Linked DNA regions of Mus musculus: region 2 is linked to region 1. Evidence: chromatin contacts called from public HiChIP or PLAC-seq data. All regions are on one chromosome and are shown on one strand. The core of a region is the stretch at or near the end of the contact, and the rest is flanking DNA. Distances in the headings are between cores, read along the strand shown.

Evidence for each region. HiChIP or PLAC-seq counts read pairs in DNA pulled down with a chosen protein or histone mark.
Region 2: an HNF4G HiChIP or PLAC-seq map of pancreatic cancer cells shows a contact between it and region 1. The contact joins the enhancer-like site here to the promoter of Etnk2 in region 1. A contact is called at or near these places in 2 of 39 promoter capture datasets (frontonasal cranial neural crest and hematopoietic stem and progenitor cells), 2 of 115 datasets of contacts at active chromatin or transcription factors (embryonic stem cells and pancreatic cancer cells) and 2 of 9 other capture datasets (adipose tissue and liver).

The regions. Positions count from the first base shown.
Region 1 is chr1:133,361,961-133,365,164 of GRCm38.p6, forward strand. It overlaps Etnk2 (ethanolamine kinase 2), which reads left to right and starts at 1,612. Exons shown (of 8, transcript NM_175443.5): 1 at 1,612-2,058. The coding sequence starts at 1,804.
Region 2 is chr1:133,960,341-133,963,544 of GRCm38.p6, forward strand. No RefSeq gene overlaps it. Among named protein-coding and RNA genes, the nearest start is that of Bmncr, 15 kb to the right of the region's middle. Within about 2 kb of position 1,536, at least 86 of the 459 cell types and tissues checked have an H3K27ac peak or open chromatin away from gene starts, as enhancers often do. A contact at or near this core is called in adipose tissue, liver and pancreatic cancer cells, where this site is marked.

The DNA of each region.
Region 1 (3,204 bases), core at 362-2,861:
TTCCACTCACCCCTCAGACTGCCCATGAAGAGTGTATAGCTTAGGGGATAAGAAAGCAGGCATCAACCTGTATTCCCTCATCCCTCTTTGACCCCTCCTCCCCCAAAAGCAAGGTACTGAGTGTCCCAACCAAGCGCTTGGTATCTGTAGGATTTCACTCTCCTAAGGTTAAGGACCCAGGGCTTCTCTGAGGTGATATTTGTATAGCGGGAGCTGCTTTCAGGGTGCTGGCACAGAGCTGAGAAAGCGAGTCTGGACTCCCACTGATTGTGTTCCCTTGTGCCGCAAGGTTTGCTTTGCCTATTGCAAAAGAAAGAGCTGGAGGCAATGTCCTTTCCAGTTCTGGCATCCTGGGACATCATGACCTCAAGTAGGTGGTCCCTCCCTACCATCTGCTACAATGTCCAGTACAGTGGCTGCATGCTGTTGTTTGTATGCGTATAAAGATTAAAGTTACACAAAATGTCACACTGGCCACATTTCAAGGGCTGAGTAGCCACGTGAGGCTAGTGGCCCCTGCAAGAGGCACCAGCACAGAAACTGGACCAGAAGACCTGGGTGCAAAGCAGCAAGAACCAAAAGGCCTCGTGGTGGAGATGTTCCTGAGTAGGTCGGAGGGACAACCTTGGGGACACAGAAACACATCTATTTTGTAGGCATTTTTCAAGTAGGGCAGTATGAGGTGATAAGAAATGAGGTCCCAAGGCAAGCCCAGGTCTCTCTATGCTAGAGAGCTGGCAGCTAACTGGTCTCACTCTGGAAGTGACCAGGGGAATATATGACTAAGGGACGGGCTTTCCAAGGGCTGGCCTGGCCTCTTTCCATGTGTCTTCTCTGTACAGTAAGTCTGCCAGGGGACTTATCCCTTCCCCTTGTCATGCTACATACACATAGATCCCTAGGTTGTACTATGGCCTTTGATCACCTCTTTGCTCAACAAAACACTGAGCTCCGGGCACCTGTGCGACCACTATCTATGCCCAGTCAGCCTTGCAGGACAGGGAGGAAGGCTTAAGGATTATTTAGTGAGCCAAACTCAGTCTTGCTCAAAGTCCTGGCTTACAATGTGCTTGTACACTCATAAAAGTACCCTGGAACATTCTATCAGAGTCCAGTCTGCCTATGGGACACTCACCCTGAACCATCACCATGCTGTTCTCCATCGAAGGTGTGTGTGTGTGTGTGTGTGTGTGTGTGTGGTGCTGAATGATGCCTAGAAGGCCTTAGAAACGCAGCCCAACCTTTCCCAAGAGATTTAATGGCAAGCCGAAGCCCACACTATAGGAGCATCCGATCTCCACGTTCCAGGATGAGGTTGGGACAAAGACAAGCTCTTCCCTCCTTAGCCCCAGCCCCTTACCCTAGACTACCCGGAAAAGAGCTCTTTAGCTGTGGGCTCCAGTGGGAAACTGGTCAACCAGTACTAGGATACTGGAGCAGGGATCTGGGGCGGGGCCTGGGGAGGCTCCGCCCTTTGCGTCATTAAGGCGGGGCATCCCCCACCCAGAGCTCCAGGTAGCGGTGGAGCCAGCAACGGGAGATGGCGGGCTGCACTCGCCCGGAGGCGGGGGCGGGGCGGGCAAGGGGCGTTACTGCGACCCATGATGTCACTGTCGCGGCGGACCTTGGCGATTCCCGGCCAGCTGTGTTGCTCGGTTGCATCGCCGGAGATTGGAACAGGCAGCTCGCTCATGAGTCATGGACTTCCCCTGGCCCCTCCTCGACCACTCCCACTCTCTCTCAGGGCCCCCCCGTAGGGGCTAACGCGGGCGCGGCGGCTCCGAGGGGGTGGGGCTGCTGGGAATGGCTGTGCCCCCTTCAGCTCCAGTGCCGTGCTCGCCCTTTTACCTGCGGAGGCAGGAGCCTTGCCCGCAGTGCTCATGGAGCATGGAGGAGAAGGCGGTGGCCAGCGCCGGCTGCTGGGAGCCTCCAGGGCCCCCGAGGGCCGCCGTCCCATGCTTCAGCGTCACGGTGGAACAGGACGACATCCTCCCCGGTGCCCTGCGCCTCATTCGGGAGCTGCGGCCGCACTGGAAGCCCGAACAAGTTCGGACCAAGGTAGCCGAGAGGGCGTGAGGCCGGGGATGGGGCGCTGCCGGGCTGCAGAGGGGCTGCGTGGACGCCCGTCAGTGCATCCTCCAAGTGCGGGTTCCAGGGTTTTGCGGCTGTTGCGCAGGAGATGTTTTGGACCGTGGTTTGAATATGTGTGTAACTCTCCATTTCTCTTTGATCCCTATGCAAAGCTGGGCTCACGCTTCCCTGGACCCTCCCCATTCGCCTGCTCCTGCCGCCGGAGGTCCACCTGCCCACTGTCAGCGTGCTGCGCGTGCAGCCCCACCCCCTGTCGCTGCGTGCTTGTCCCCTAGTTGCTCAGAAGTGCTACCCAGCCACTCTGACAACCCGAGGAAGCACGAACTTTTAAGGAAACCTCCCCCTACACCCATGCTGTTCCTTCGCCCTAACTTGAGATCCAAGCCTCGGGGATCTGAGCATTCCTTGTGGCCCCAGGAGCCAGCCCTGTGCAATTCAGAATTCCAGCTAAGCCCTGAGACCTTCTTCACGTGGCCTCAGGCTAGCTCTGAGCAACGCCCCTTTTGACCCCCACTCCATTTTCTTCCCACCTCAGCTGAATACTTTGTCCCACACACACACCTGTGGGCAGAACTGCCCACTGCGAGCCCCTAGCTTACTCCCTCCCTCGCTGTCCTGCATTCTCTTAAAAACCTACCCAGCCCTACACCCCTGACAGCCTGCTTTGGAGGGTTCGGGCCCCATGTCATTGGCCTTCTGAGTATGGAAGGGGCAGCTCTAAGGAGAATCTGGGCTGAATGTGGTAACATTTTCAGAAGACCTGGTCAGGAACAGACAGTGAAGGCATCAAGCCATATTTGAGATTAAACCCAGCACTGCATACCAGATGCTAATCTGGACCCCCACTAGGCCTGTCGTCTCACCTAGAAGGGGTGGGTCCCCTGAAGTCCCATCCAGCTCTGCCCCATAGCGCCCATAAACCTTTAGTTCAGGGTTCCTCCCTCCTTATCACCCTGCCCAGAGAGTCTGGGCTCCCACTCATATTGTCTCCTGTTCCTCCTGGTGTGGAATTCAGAGATTCAAGGACCTCTGGCCACCAAAGCCCTGGGAAGAGTGCCAACTTCAGTACCCTCCTTGTCTCTCTGCCACTGGATAGAGCAGGAGATACAGCTC
Region 2 (3,204 bases), core at 286-2,785, 600 kb after region 1:
TCGTTACTCTTAGATGAACTGCTGGTTGAGGGTTAAGGAACCAAGTGGAATCTGATGGGCAGACCTGAGTTCAAATGCACACACCACCGCTTTGCCGTGGTGCTTAAATCAAGGTGCTTAGACTCCCTTACGTTGGCTCCGTTTGCTATTGAGCAGGACAGGGTCCCACTACAGAGATGGCTCAGTGGTTACAAACACTTGCTCTCCCAGAGGAGCTGGGTTTGGTTGGTAGCACCCACACCAGGCAGCTAACAGCCATTTGTAATTCCAGCTCCAGGGCATGCATGCCCCTTGGACATTTACACACCACACACTCACACACACACAGATACACACACACACACACACACACACACACACATACACACACAGATACACACACATACAAACAAATAATAATAAATAAATCTTAACCAAACAAAACACAGAAGGTACGGTCCCCACTGTAATAAAGGCTTAAGGAAATAAGGTGGGAAAGCCTGCACAACACCACCTCACAGCACCCCGGGAATGCTAGTACCCTCACTGTCCCAGGAGTAGACAGCTCCTCATGCTGCCATCCCTCCAACTACCCCTACTCCAGCCTCGCGTCTCTGGCCACCTGACCTTTTCCATGCCCAATTCCTGCCTCTGTGGCTGCCTATGGCCCCTGAACATCCATTTCTACCTTTGGCTCAACTCTGAGCAGGGGAGCTTGACAGTGTTCCCCAGGAGGCTTGCCTTTTAAGAAGGGAGGAGCCAGCCAAGAGCCCAGGATCAGTCACAGGGACAGGACTTTCTATGGGGTATGGGGGTGGGGGTGGGGTAGTCAGAAGCCTCACACATAGCCTGTTATTTGCTGTGAAATAAGAAAGAAAGAAAGAAAGAAAGAAAGAAAGAAAGAAAGAAAGAAAGGAAGGAAGGAAGGAAGGAAGGAAGGAAGGAAGAAAGAAAGAAAGAAAGAAAGAAAGAAAGAAAGAAAGAAAGAAAGAAAGAAAGAAAGAAAGAAAAAAGAACAGTGGGTGCTCCCAAGTTCTACAGCACCCCAGGGTCCTGCCTCCTCTAACCTTCTATCTTATCCCCATGACACAAGCTGAAAAGCTTTGCTGCCCTCATTCTGCCCTTCTTGCCTGCCCAGGGCGGTTGACAGAGTCTGGGACCTTCAGGTATGGCAGATAGCTTGGCACAGTCCCTGCCAGAGGGGAAGGATCATATACATGCCCAGACCTCATCTGATTAAAAAACAGCTGCCTCAAATGCATTGTGTCACAGTTCTTAATTTGGAGGGGAGTGACACGGAGGCTCAGGCTGGCCTGATGTGAGGTCAGCCGACACTGACAGTAAGCGTACTGTGCGGTCAGCCAAGAATCCAGGCCCGTGGCTCCAGCCACACGTCAGAGAAAGTGCTCTGGTGCGGACTTAGACTCATGCCATGGAGGGTCCGCTGATAGGCTGTGGGGACAATGGCTTCAGAATCCTCCTTTTTAATGGCTCACCAGTCCTCAGGAATCATGAGCGGGGCCGGCTTTTTGTCCACCAAGGGGCACCCGTGCACTGTGAGGAAGGTCCAACCGGCTCTGCCAGCGTGGCTCTGTCCAGGGTGAGGAGCAAAGGTTTGGGGAGGAGTCACTTTGTTTTTAAGATTCCCTGGCAAGCGCCTCTCACATTCCAGAACACAGAGGACCGAGGACCCCTGCTTGTCCAGAGGCATCCGGGGCTGGCAGCCAGCCCAGGCCTTTCCTGTCCTCTTCATTCCAAAGGTCTCTGTTCGGTTTCTGCATCCCTCCTTGGTGGAAGGCTGTGCTGGGACTGGGAAAAGCTGGGGAACTTCCTGCTTAACTCGACGCTCTTGGGAAGCCACACATATCTAGACATTCACTGAGTACTTACAAGTGCCCAGCACTGTGGCAGCCACCCAGAAAGTGACACTGAAGGAGCCCTGATGTCTGCCTATGGGGCCATGGACCCACAAGGTGCACACTTCAGAGCCTGAGCAGGTGGGTGCATCAAGGGACTCAGAAGAGATGCTACTGAGGGTCTGTGCCACTGGAGCCCATTGGCTGCAGGATTCGGGGCATCACCTGCTAAATCACATCCAGTGCCTGCTGCCTCACTGGTCCTATGATGAGGGAGAGAAGCTCAGTATTTGTTGAATGAATGAATGCTTGAGTGAATGAAATGAGGCTGTCCAAGAAGACTTCTTGGAGGAAAGGTAGAAGGCTCACACACATGCCTAGATCCTACCTGATCAAAGAACTTCTCCGCTCTTTTTTTTTTAAGATATTTTCTTTATTTACATTTCAAATGTTATCCCCTTTCCTGGTATCCCATCCCCCCTCCCCACTTCCCCTGCTCACCAACCCACCCACTCCCCCTTTCTGGCCCTGGCATTCTCCTATACTGGGGCATAGAAGCTTCACAGGACCAAGGGCATCCCGTTCCATTGATGACCGACTAGGCCATGCTCTGCTACATATACAGCTAGAGCCATGAGTCCCACCATGTGTTTTCTTTGGTTGGTGGTTTAGTCCCAGGGAGCTCTGGGGGAACTGGTTAGTTCATATTGTTGTTCCTCATATGGGGCTGCAAACTCCTTCAGCTCCGTGGCTCCTTTCTCTAGCTCCTCCATTAGGGACCCTGTGCTCAGTCCAGTGGATGGCTGCGAGCATCCACCTCTGTAGTTGCCAGACACTGGCAGAGCCTCTCAGGAGACAGCTATATCAGGCTCCTGTCAGCAAGCTCTTGTTGGCATCCACAATAATTTCTTGGTTTAGTAGTTGTATATGGGATAGATCCCCAGATGGGGCAGTTTCTGGATGGTCGTTCCTTTAGTCTCTGCTCCACACTTTGTCTCTGTAACTCCTTCCATAGGTATTTTGTTTCTCCCTACTAAGAAAGATCGAAGTATTCACACTTTGGTCTTCCTTCTTCTTGAGTTTCAGGTGTTTTGCAAATTTTATCTTGGGTATTCCCAGCTTCTGGTCTACTATACACTTATCAGTGAGTACATATCATGTGTGTTCTTTTGTGATTGGGTTATCTCACTCAGGGTGATATCCTCCAGATCCATCCACTTGCCTAAGAATTTCATAAATTCGTTGTTTTTTCCTTTTTTTTTTTCAAGACAGGGTTTCTCTGTGTAGCCCTGGCTGCCCTGGAACTCACTCTGTAGACCAGGTTAGCCTCAAACTCAGAAATCCACCTGCCTCTGCCTCCCAAGTGTTG